2 separate regions of the Hordeum vulgare genome follow, and region 1 is linked to region 2. Evidence: chromatin contacts called from public Hi-C data. All regions are on one chromosome and are shown on one strand. Each heading gives the region's core, a stretch centred on a gene start, on an enhancer-like site or on the middle of the called end of the contact. The rest is flanking DNA. Distances are from core to core; before and after follow the strand shown. Region 1 holds the start of LOC123400146. Region 2 holds the start of LOC123400144 (receptor-like protein EIX1).

Region 1 (5,983 bases), core at 2,902-5,401, 140 kb before region 2:
GAAAGAAGCCGCTGTTAATGCGCCGTATACCAAAAGTCACACAAGCCCAAGGAGGTCCTTCCATTCCTGAAATGATGTGGAGGGTGTGAGCCATGAACGGGAAGATACAACAAGGCTCCTGAACAACAAATGATTTATTCACCAGCACTGCATCCACAATGATAGGGTTGGTTCGTACAAGAACTGGTATATTCATGTGGACATGCAAAAGCAGACATATAAAAAGTTAAACGACCATCGTGCGTATTTCCTAGAGGGAAATAACTCCAAAATTCATATCAATAAGTGATTCATCCCAGCTAAGGTCAAAATATTTATTTGGCTCGTGACTAGAAAAGGCATTTTAACTAAAGGTAATTTGCTTAAGAGGGGCTGGAAAGGTAATAAGAATGGTGCCTCTTGTGGTCAGGATGAGACTATTATTGACCATTTGTTTTTTACTTCTTCCGTTGCTAGAGGTTTGATGTGGAGCCTGATGAAATGTGCCTTTGATCAAAATTCTACTCCTGATTGCCTCACTGATTGCTTGGGTAGATGGATCAGATTGTTCCCTAAACATGATAAGAAACTTGTTTTGGTTGGTGCAGTTGCTATGTTTTGGACTATCTGAGGATGTAGAAATGACATTATATTTGAAAGAAAAACTATCAATAACCCTTGTGAGGCTGAAGCGTTCGTGGATTGCCGATTGGTCAATTTTGCAGACAAAGGAGCCAGAAACGATGTTGCGGAAGCTGGGAGCAAAGTTAGTCGAGCGAGTAGCAAATGAAGCCTACAGGACGTCGCAAGGGTGGAGGCCGGGAGTTCGTCGGAATGATGGCTGACAGATGGAGATCCTATAGTTTCAGCTGGTAGGTCATGGATCATGTTATGTTTATGTTGATCCTATTGTCTGGCCTCTGGTTCTGGATCATGTTATGTTCATGTTGTGGTCATCGTGCCTCCAGTTTTGTAATTGACCTAGTCCTGGATGTTGGTTGTTGGTTCTTGCGGTTTTCATTTGGTTAACAATAGTTTGTAATCAGACTATGATTTCTTTCAATGAAATCGAAGGGGGTTTGCTAAAAAAAGTGATTCAGAAATCAAGCTGGCTACACACCTAGCATTGGATATCAAAATATAGATTGACCAGCACCGAGAGAATATGTACGCAAGGAAGGAAAAGAAACAATTCTAAAGATACGGTATAAAGATGGAAGCATGTACCTGGGAGATTCATCATCCATATTTTAGAATATTAATCTCTGCCGCAGTTGAACAGCGATGCAGTTAGAGCCTCTCTGTTGCATCTCAAGCATGAAAAACTTGGAGGTTTTTTCTGCAGTCAGCAACTGAGCAGCATAATTTGCAGAAGCAGTCAAGCAAACCATGAGGTCATATGTAAGAAAAACGTAAGGCTCTATGATTTAAGAATTTTTCTCTGATAGACGAGTGAAATGTAATATACATGATACAACATTTAGACCAAAGAGAGTACACGATGCTAATCTCCCAAAACTACTCCACCACAAAGCAACTCAAGTTCTGTACGCGCGCGAGCCTACAAACCCCCCCAGGACACCTGGAACAAAATTACCTCCATGAACCAAGAACCCAACCAAAGATGTAAATCAAAGTTTGCCATGTTTGGGATCAAAAGAAGTCCAGCCAGAGTATGAAAAGAAGCCACTCCATGTATATACAGCACTTGGACATTGTAAAGAAGAACACCGTTAATATTCTTCTCCCACGCATCTCCACAGCACATGTGACCTAATAGTAGCCCTTTGCGCCTCTGGATTGGTACAGCTCCAACCTGATCTTGGCTTCTGGCAACAAGTTCTCTATCGTCGGGTCTTGCATCATGTATGCTTGTTTGGAGGCCCATTCGAGCACCGTGAGGATCTCCGCTTGTGCCAACTCCTCGCTGTCTGGGACATTGTGTGCAATGTAACATACGAGGGTGAGTGCTGCCAGCTGAACCGCCTGCTCGCTGAAATACACGAGCTGAACAAGATGCTTTGCGCCACCCGCATCGACGATTGCTTTGGAATGGTCGACGCGCAGGTAATTGTCCGTGCACACAAACTTGGTAAGGGACATTGCTGCCTCCTTGGAGACATCTGCTTCCCTCTCATCGAGAAGCTTCACCAATGGACCGATGATCCTAGTCTCTGTTGCACGGAACGTTCTGGACAGGCAGCCCAATGAGACAATGCAGGGAATCAGGAGGTCGTCATACTCAGCCTTCTCGACGACGCGTAGGAGCTGGTCAACAACAGCACGGGCGGCAGGAGAGGTTGGTTTAAACGCCGACCGTCGCAGGTCTGAGTTCTGCTCGGCCACACTGCAGATCTCCATGAGCGCCATGGCAGAATTGTATTGCACCTCGCCTTCACCCTTTTCAAGAAGAACCGCAAAGCAGAGAAGAGCCCTTGACTCGGTGATGCTCTTGCAGATAGCGGCATTTCCCTTGGCGAGGTGCCACAGAGCCTTGGCGGCATTTGCCTTCATGTATGCCTTGGTCTCGGGGTCCTCGAACTCCCTGCCCCTTGTAGTCATCCCTGACAGCGATGCATTATGCTGCTTTGACGCGATAGCACCACCGCCGTTACTGCCCTTGCTGCTGCCGCCGTTGGGGTTGGGGTTGGGGTTGGGGTTGGACTTTGAGGCCATGGTGGACTGGACCAAACTGTGCATCTCGTTCTTGGTCTGGGAACCATTTCCAGCAGGGTGCCTCCCCGTGGTATGCTGATGCTGCTCCCCGGCGGCATCGAGCAGGTCGGGCATGCCGTTGTTGTTCTTTTTGTCCATGACGACGGAGTGTATGGACATCTTGGAGGTGATGGCGTACTTGGAGTGCTCCTGCACGGTCTCGAAGGCGAGGTGGCCCACGAGCAGTCGGATGGCGTTGTGCTGCGCGAAGGCGTCCTGGCATTTGGGGTGGTTGGCGGCGAGCTCGGAGATGGCCCAGGCGACCATGGCCTGCACCTTCATGGGGGCGTCCTTGAGCACCTTGGCGAAGGCGGCGCAGGCCCCGGCGAGCACCATCTGCTCGACGCACTCGGGGTCGCGGCCGAGGAGGCCGATGGCGAGCGCGGCGCTCTCCTGCCCCTCGAGGCGGCCCTCCTTGACGAGCCTGAGCAGCGGCGGCACCCCGTCCTCCTCGATGATGAGCTTGGAGTAGCGGTCGTTGTCGCGGGCGAGGGAGACGAGGCTGGCGGCGGCGTCCGCGCGGGCGTCGAGGTTGCCCGTGTAGAGCACGGCGATCTGCTCCCAGATGAGGAAGAGGATGGGCTCGTTCTGCGCGATGGGGGGCAGGCCGATGTGGGCGTCGAAGTCGTCGGCGTCGGCGGCGGAGGCGGAGGCGGAGACGCGGAGCAGCCATGAGAGGTCCCCCGTGGAGTTGTCGAGCTGGTTGGTCATCTTCTTGAAGGAGCCGGCGGGGATGATGGTGAAGACCCGGCGCACGAGGCCGTGGGCGCGGCACTTGTCGACGAGCGCCAGCGCCTTGTCGAGCGCCTTCTCGGTGTCGTCGAAGATGCGGCGCGCGGGGCGCTCGTAGAGGTCGGCGCGGGCGGCCTGGCGGAGCAGGGCCGCCAGCCGCTCCACCTTGGCCTTGAGGTCCATGCACTCCTGCCGGAACGTGTAGGCCTCGTCGGACCACTTGATCACCTGCTCCGCCAGCTGGATCGGCCGCGCCAGGATCTGCTTAAGGTCGTCCATGTCGACGGCCGCTGCTGCCCTGGCTGCGGCCGAGCCGCAATGGGTGGAGGGAGTGAGGGAGGGGGGGTCTAGGCTAGCTACTTACTAGTCCCCGTCCGTCCGTCCGGCGGCCTTCCTCCCTGCCTCCTCCGAATTGGGGGCGGCGGGGTTGGGGGGAGGAGGAGGAAGGGGGGAAGGGGGTGGGTGCCTGCCTGCCGGTGGTGGGGAGTAAATCGGTATCGGTTTTGGTTTTTTGGGGAGGGGTTACTCTACTTGGGCAGGCTTGCGCTGGCTGCGCTGCGTGCGCGTGAGCTGTATCGAACCCGCGCAGCGCACACCACCCACGGGCGGCGTGTTCCCTCCCGGTGATTTTGGCCCCCTGTATCTCCGCCCGCCGACGTCGCGGTGACTTTTGGCCGTTGTCGGTTTTGTCCGCGGGTTTGCGCAGCCCCGCGCCGGGGTCAAATGCCAATGCCATGCCATGCGCCCGGGCGCTGCGGGTGGTTGGGCTCCGGTTCCGCTGGCCGGGTCGTCGCAACGCAGGGGGGCGACGTGGGGATGGTTGGGCGCGGACAGCACGTGGATGGAGCCGTGCGTGCCGTGCCTGCGATGTGGGGGGTGGGGTTGGACTGGATCGTCATCGACGTTCGTCGTCGTCCTAAACACGGGCCGCTCATCCCTGAGATTTTATTTTATTTAGTTTAGCAATGGCATGGCATGGCATGGCATTTTGTTTCTCTTTTTGAGGGGGGTGTGTGGCGTGGCATTCATTGACGCGCATGATAAGTTGGGTGCACCGGCTCGTTTGTCGAGCCTGATTGCGGAGGAGGAGGAGACGAGCAATTGGGGGGAGATGGTCTGTGTCCGGACGCCCTCGTCGTATATGCGCCCGGCATATATAGATTCCAAAGCCGCGAATCCTCCGTCCAACTTATATATTTATATTCCTTTTTTTATAAGTGGTATAAATGACCTGCCAGGCTGCCATATTGGTTAATTATTAATTAATAGGATTTCCGCGAGGAAATAATTAATTATAGGATGAGGGTTTCACGAGGATATGTAGTTTCTACTCCCGACTCACCAGATCAAGTGCACCACGTGAACATTACAATGAAAAATTCTCAAAAAATGTCAACGAATATTGTTGAATGTTCTACTTATTTACCTGTAAATTTCCATGAAGAAAATTCCTAATAATCAAGGGGAAAGAGGTGATCCAAAAATACTACTAAAAATTTCCTAATACTCGAGGGGAAAGAGGTGATCCAAAAATACTACTAAAAATTTCCTAATACTCGAGGGGAAAGAGGTGATCCAAAAATACTACTAGAAATTTTTATTTTGAAACCGAACTATGCTTGAGCCCCGTACTTCATACATAGATGTCATATACTTACTCCGTCACGGTTTAGAAGGCGTGCATGAAAATCCTCTAGAACCTAGGTGGTTATTGATTGGCTCTAAAATGAGTTAAAAAATAGCATTCATACTACACATGTATATAGAAGTAGTACAACAAAATACTAATTAGCTACTAGGAGTAAATGCAATGCGTCTTAAACCTTGTGTGTTGTGGAAATGCCCGCAAACTTAACCGTGCCTTCAAAACCGTGACAGAGATGGTAGAAAAGGAAGTCCAAGTAGGTTGTAAAATTCCGACGGTTTCCCTTTGAAATTGGGATGTAAGAAAACATTCCTCTACTTTTCCATTGCTCCATTCCATTTGAGCTGAACGGACGACAAATGTTGATTAACGAACATTTCCTATCCCTCCACTTTCCCTTTGAGCCAAAAAAGCCTCTCTTTTGTAAATTCTGCTGGAAAGTGTGAAATTAAATTTCCCTGACTTTGATTAGTAGCAATAGGTATTAAAATATTTTAGATTGGAGGTGATGTGGAAAATACTATCATTAAATTTATCATGGGAATAACATTTCTATAATTTATTGCTGAAATATGCCTTTTTAAAACTATGAGGGAATAAACATAGTGGACATAGCATCAGTGTCAATCTCTCACTATCATATTTTATTTTCGGCCAAAACTATCATATGTTCTTTTCCATGAGGATTTTGCAGCGTCACCTGGTGTGGTACTGCAATGATTTGCAGTCTGGAAAATCAATGCCAATCAATGATATTCTTTACTTTCCGATACGAAGATTAAACTTGGATGCATATATTAAAGGTCCAGATTGATTGTACACAACTAGCTATCCCGCCAGCAATGACAGATCGTGGTCCGACTTGAAATATTTTAGAGATTGATTGAAAGACCACGCCACGACCTGTCTCTC
Region 2 (6,576 bases), core at 2,621-5,120:
ACCATAATTCAAATCCTGTGCGGCGATCGTTCTATCAGCGTACTTCAAGTGCCTAAATGTAGTCCAGGGCAAAATATGAAAACTGCTTGTTGAAAAGAATCAGAATTTAAAAAAACAAATATATTTTTTTGCGAGAAAAAAAAAAAACAAATACAACTTGCAGCTTTGTTCCATCAGGTTGTATTATAAAATTTGCCCCTGGATGTTTATTTGGTCCATTACGTATACATTGACGCAGCTTCTCTATGTTATAATATGAAACTCGTTCTGGATAAGTCAAGACTCGAGCCATCAAAACAGGAATTTGCTTGAGTATCTCAACAGAAATGCCACTTTGATTAATCGAATATAAGTACTACCAGATTGAAAATGATCACAATGCAAATTGTGCAGCATAAATACAACATCAAATTACTTCTGAGTTTATATAGTCTAATTAAGACTGTGTACAATAACTTATCAATTGAATATCATAACTACAGAACCCTTAGAATCGTGATATTGATAATGCACAAGCCACCAGCCAATACAGGCAGAACAATAGGAAGTCATAAGTCAAACTTATTACTTCAAAATATTCAATTTGTTGCCACAATTTATCTATTTTTAACTCATACCTTGTTAAATCATTATATCCTGAACTGCACTTCATGAAATTGCTCATAAGAGAATGTTCAGAAAAACAAATGAAGAGCTCTGAGTTATCTTACAAAGCAATTCACGGGTGATTCACCTTTATTAAGGGCCTCTTTAATGATTTGATTTGCAGCAACAATATTCTTCAATATGCAAGTAATACTATCTTCATTGCTGCAAGAAGCAAAGACATTACTCTCATTTCAGTGGCACATGGCTATGCTGAAACACTATTATAGAGAACAAACTTCACTACTCAGTACTCAATTAACAGAGCCTAGCAAAATGAGAATTAACCCATGCTCCGAATTCGCCAATCTAACTACTTTGGTACTCCCCAGGAACCAAACAGAATGGATCCACCGCAAGAACAATCTCGCTGATTGTGGGGAGGTGGAGAGGGGGAGCCGGTCGGTACCTGTGGAGAGGACCCCCGGGAGGCGGCGGAGGTGGGGCATGTCGGTGGGGATGGACTGCAGCAGCCACGCCTTGCACAACTCCGCGGCGCCCGCGGACGGCGCCGCTCCCCACAGCGCATCGACGAGGAGGAGGAGCGGGAGCAGGCTCTCTCTGTGCGGCGGAGGGAGGGCGACGCACGCCGGCGGTGGCCGGAACCCTAGTGAGCGCACGAATCCGCGGCGCCCGCGGTCGGCGCCGCTCCCCGCAGCGCGTAGACGACGAGGAGGAGCGGGAGCAGGAGTGGGAGGTGCCGGCGGCGACGAGGCGAAGGGGAGGGAGGGCGACGCACGTTGGCGGTGGCCGGAACCCTAGTGAGCGCACGAATCCGCGGCGCCCGCGGTCGGCGCCGCTCCCCGCAGCGCGGAGACGATGAGGAGGAGCGGGAGCAGGAGTGGGAGGTGCCGGCGGCGACGAGGCGAAGGGGAGGGAGGGCGACGCACGCCGGCGGTGCCCGGAACCCTAGTGAGCGCACGAATCCGCGGCGCCCGCGGTCGGCGCCGCTCCCCGCAGCGCGGAGACGATGAGGAGGAGCGGGAGCAGGAGTGGGAGGTGCCGGCGGCGACGAGGCGAAGGGGAGGGAGGGCGACGCACGCCGGCGGTGCCCGGAACCCTAGTGAGCGCACGAATCCGCGGCGCCCGCGGTCGGCGCCGCTCCCCGCAGCGCGGAGACGATGAGGAGGAGCGGGAGCAGGAGTGGGAGGTGCCGTCGGCGACGAGGCGAAGGGGAGGGAGGGCGACGCACGCCGGCGACGGCCGGAACCGTACTGACCGCGGTGGGGAACGAACTGGGAGGGCCGGATGGGGTGAGATGCGATGGGCTAGTTGGACTGGCCGTTGCGGGCGGGCTGTTTCTTTTTTCCTTCCCACACGACTGTGATGTTTTCTTCCCAAAGTGCCCTTAGCACGTTTATACTGGAGGACTCCACCTGCGCGCGGTGCATGGTCTACTGTCACCCTCGAGCTGGGCAGTACAACTCAATCGCTACCGTTCTTTAATTACGCATTGACGGCTCATATTTCACCCAGGGTACCATAAAAGAGCTCTTGAAAATACAGTCCAAAACCAATCCGGGAGGTCATCAACTATGCTTGCATCAGAAATATCAAGATTAGTAATGTTGCTCTGCCCTTTAAGCCACAAAGGAAACCGAGGTCCAACTTTGCTACGAGGGAAAAAAGCCAGATGCAGTTTAAAGGGAGGAATCCAGTGCGAGTTGATCATCATGTGTAGGGAGTTGTAAGACAAGTCCAGTTCCTCCAAATTCACTAAACTGGTGAAATGTTCTTCCGATATAGAACCACTCAACTGATTGCCATCAAGATACAATTTACTGAGTTTGCCAAGCATGCCCGTTTCAACAGGAATTGATCCTACAAGCCTATTGGAAGAGAGCTCAAGAATGCTCAAATTAGTCAGCTGATTTATCCACTTTGGAATTTCCCCACTGACATTGGTACGAGATAAATCTAGCAACTCTATCTTACTCCATGCGCAATGGGGCAGCCCCTTCAAAACTTCTGAAATGTCTTGGTTGATCTGATTTGACCACAGTGTTAGCACTCTCAAGTTGCAAAGGCTGTTGAGAAATTCGGTTCTTACACCTGTGAGGTAATTGCCTCCTAGTTTGAGTACCTCAAGGGAAGTCATATTTCCCATTGCATCCGGGAATGGTCCCGAAAATTCATTGTTTGTGAGATCGAGGTGCTTGATGGTGCCAACATCCCAGAACCAGTAGGTTGGATTCAAGGTGTCAACCCCAGTGTCTGTTAGATCAAGCATCTCAAGTGATGTGAGGTTAGAACGAGCAAGAGGTGTGTGTGGAAAAACAAGATTGCACTCACGGAGACGAAGGGCTCTTAAATTAGAAAGCATGCTAAGCACTTGAACCCAATCCTCAGCAGCGGTGAGATTCACACCACTCATATCGAGAAACCTTAGCAAAGGGAGACGTGGTAACCACGATATATCCTCGGTGTGCAGTTTATTATCATCACCATAATGCTCATTAGGATTCCAGATGTTGTTGAGGTCAAGATCTTGTAACCTGGAGAGGTTGCCGAGTTGAGGGGCCACCTTCCCGTCGAAATCCATGGAGGAGAGGTTGAGATATACCAAGCTCGGGAGAGAGCCCAGGAATCTTGGTATCGGCACGCCTGCTCCCCCAAGATAGTTCCCACTGAGATCTAGGTGTTCCAAATGATGCAGAACAATCAAGGAAGAACTTATCTCTCCACGCATTCCATGAGAGTTATTGGAGAACACGGGAGCGAACAGATCATCCAAGAAGAAACTGTTGCGGAGGTCGAGCTTGAAAACATGGCCTGTTGTGTTGCTGCACCTGACGCCGCTCCAGAGGCAGCAGTCCTCGACACTCCACGAGGTGAGGAGGCCCTGCGGATCTTTTCTGATGCCGGCTCGAAATGAGAGCAGGGCATCCCTCTCATCTGCGAAGCACCCATCGCGGGCTTGTTGTGCGTACACGGAGTAGGAGGCAGCCATGGTGGCTAGAATGAGCAGGAGGCAGGCTGCAGTTGCATCCATGGATGATGTCTGAGTTTGGCAAATGGGTTGTTAATCTGTGGTTGCTTGGCCAGCCAATCAGTACTTATTCCGAAGAAAGGTAGTAGGATTATGTGACCTTGGTAGGCCAGCCAATCAGGAATAGTAGAAATTGCATGGAAATTTATGTCCCTACAGTACTTCTAAAATTGCTGATTGATGGCAACAGCAAACGCGTCCGCTTACCTTGAATTGACTTGCCGCCAACCTCCTTAAGAATAACCATTACTCCCTGCATGTGTATCTAGGTCGTTAATTTGACCAATTTAATGAAAGGCATATATTATAAAAAATATATTATTATAAACTTTAGATGTTCTATTTTCTAATTATATAATTTTTATGTTAAATAATATATTTTATATAAGTCAAATTAACGATCTAGGTACACGTGCATGCTTTATAAACTGTGACGGAGGGAGTACCTTTTTATTTGCAGGATAGAATAATCATTACCTGCTCATGTCTTCATGTATTATGATATACGGAGTATTATTAATTGATGGCTTAATGTATGTGCGTCAACATGCGGCGGTTAAGTTTTCCTGTTCCCAAACTAAATTGGCGAGCTGAAAACCATCCCTTAAAAGGCCGGTGGCCAATCTTTACTAATAGCATCTCTAGCAGACCCCGTATAAATAATCAAACCCTTATAATTTTTACATTTTACAGTTTTTGTCGAAAATAGTATCCAAAACAGAAACCTTTAAAATGATCCGACCCATAAATGTTTTAAAGGCCACCGAAAATGCATACCCAAAACCCTTATATTTGAAGGTTGGAAGACCGAACCGAGGGAGCCCTGTATACCGGTCAAATCTCATCGAAGCAAACACGCCGCCGTAGAGTTTGCCGGAATCCATTCTAAACTCGCCGGAATTCATCACGGCACATCGAAAAAGACCGCTAGACGCTGCAATCAATCGCCCCGATTCGAATTGGACGAGCTCGACCTTGCCGTGGCATCCCATGACCTTAGCCTGGCCGCCAGAATCCTCCCGTCGGGACAGGCAAAGTGGCATGGCTCGGCCGACACAGCTAGCAACGGAGCAAGGCGCGAACGGCGGAGGCGACGGGGCGTGGCCGGCGGGCATCGGGGTGCGGCCAGCATGGTGATGGGGCGCGGCCGACGGGCGACGGGGCGCGTATCCGAGTTTTACAGTTTTTTTTAAAGTATTTGTTCGGCTGTAGCTAAAATGAATCATTAAAATGCCTTGTTTTGGATCGTATCTCAGTTTTACAGTTTACGATTTTAAGACGTCTGCTAAAGATGCTCTAAGAGAGGAGAAAATACGGGTCTGAGGCACCACAGTCCACAGAGATTGTGTTGTGCTGGGAAGGAAGGAACAGAGCAGACACAGCTAGCTACTTTATACATTTGTGCGACAAGTAATTTCGGACCGAGAAGAAGTGAGTACTACACTGTTTGGTTAAAAGTTAAAACAACCAGCAGCCTTCCACATTCTCAAGCCCTCCATGATATATATGGTTCCAAAGGCCAAAGATCCTCCTGTGTACCAGCATAACCATGGTGTCAAAGTCCTGCTACAGGTTTTTCGGGGCCCCTCTTCTTGCATTGCATGTAGCCACCATTCCTCAGGTCTCCCTGGGAGGAGGGCAGTCCGCGCGCCCCCACCTTAGTCCAAACCTGTGGGCTGTGGCTGAAAAGTGAAAACCATCCTGGTCAATTCGATCTAGGCTTTTTAACTTGAATGCAAGGGAACTAACTCATCGAGCAGCGGTTCGTAAGGGCTTGTGCAGTCACAAATTCACAGCAAACCGACAGTCGATCGTGTCTATTCCTTTGTGCGAATGTACATGTCCTTGTTCATCATCGTATACAGCACACACACACATAACCAAGCAAAATTAGTACTGTACCGGCATATGTTTTGAGAGCGAGTTTTGTAGCAGCTCACGTTGAGTTGATCTGTGGGCAGGTATGATATGGAGTATGATATCGACAAGAAGAACCTGCTGGTCTGGAATTTTTGTCCAAAAGGACCCCCTGTCGAATGAGATTGTCAAAAGAGACCACCTGCGAGTGGAAAGGAGCGAAAGGACCCCCACCCCGGGTGGCGGCAGGTGCGCCAGGCGGCACGTGGCACCTGCCGCCACCGCACGAGGCGGCCGTGGGGCCTGCCGCCACCGCGCCAGGCGGCTGGGGCCCGCCGCCACCAGCTGAGGCGGCCAGCGCCGGATCCCGTTCCCGCCCACTCCTGTCCGTAACGGACAAAGCTGGGTGGGCCCTGCCGCCTCGGGAGCAGGCGGCCAGGGCACTGTTTCCGCGCGGCCGACACTGTTGCTGATTGCGCTGATTTCCGTACGCTGATTCCCAGGCTTATTTCCCGCTCGCACCGACGAAACAGTGGGAATTTTTCCCGCTCTCCACCGACGAAACAGTCAAAATTTACTCCTGCCAACTTGCTCCGGTTCGGACCGTGCAATCCTTTTGAACAAAAATATTGTGCAAGTTGCACGGATGGCTAAGTGCATGGGAGACATATACTACGGATATTTTGTTGGGCCGTGGTTATCCCCCATCCCTCGAACCAAACCAAGATATCCACGCCGGTGAAGGCGGGCGTTTTTTTCCGTGGTTTCACGGGGCTCTCATCTTCGGGTCAGCATTGTTCACCGCGGCGATTTCAGAGGGACTCTTTGTCTCCTGGTCGACACTGTTCGTTACGGTGGTTTCGTGGGGCTTTTATCTCTAGGTCAACATTGTTTACAATAGCGTTTCTTATATTTATTTATAGAGAAAGTATGTTTTAGCTCTCGATCAAATATTTTGGGAGTGAATGTTTGATTGCTATCGCAGGAGTGACACTGCCATGGAATAAAGTAGAAAACATTACTAACTAATCACTTGGTGATGATGCTCTCGTTGGTCGCCATAATATGTAATCTTAATACTTAAA

The links. Hi-C and Micro-C count contacts between places; a contact is called where the count stands out from the background.
Region 1: a contact with region 2 is called in a Hi-C map of leaf, with 2.2 times the contacts expected there. The contact joins the promoter of LOC123400146 here to the promoter of LOC123400144 in region 2. A contact is called at or near these places in 3 of 6 Hi-C or Micro-C datasets (leaf, seedling and an unstated tissue).

The regions. Positions count from the first base shown.
Region 1 is chr5H:503,634,954-503,640,936 of MorexV3_pseudomolecules_assembly, reverse strand. It overlaps LOC123400146, which reads right to left and starts at 4,151. Exons shown (of 1, transcript XM_045094563.1): 1 at 1,406-4,151. The coding sequence starts at 3,705. The coding sequence ends at 1,753.
Region 2 is chr5H:503,498,761-503,505,336 of MorexV3_pseudomolecules_assembly, reverse strand. LOC123400144 (receptor-like protein EIX1) reads right to left here and starts at 3,870. Exons shown (of 2, transcript XM_045094562.1): 1 at 2,146-3,870. The coding sequence starts at 3,637.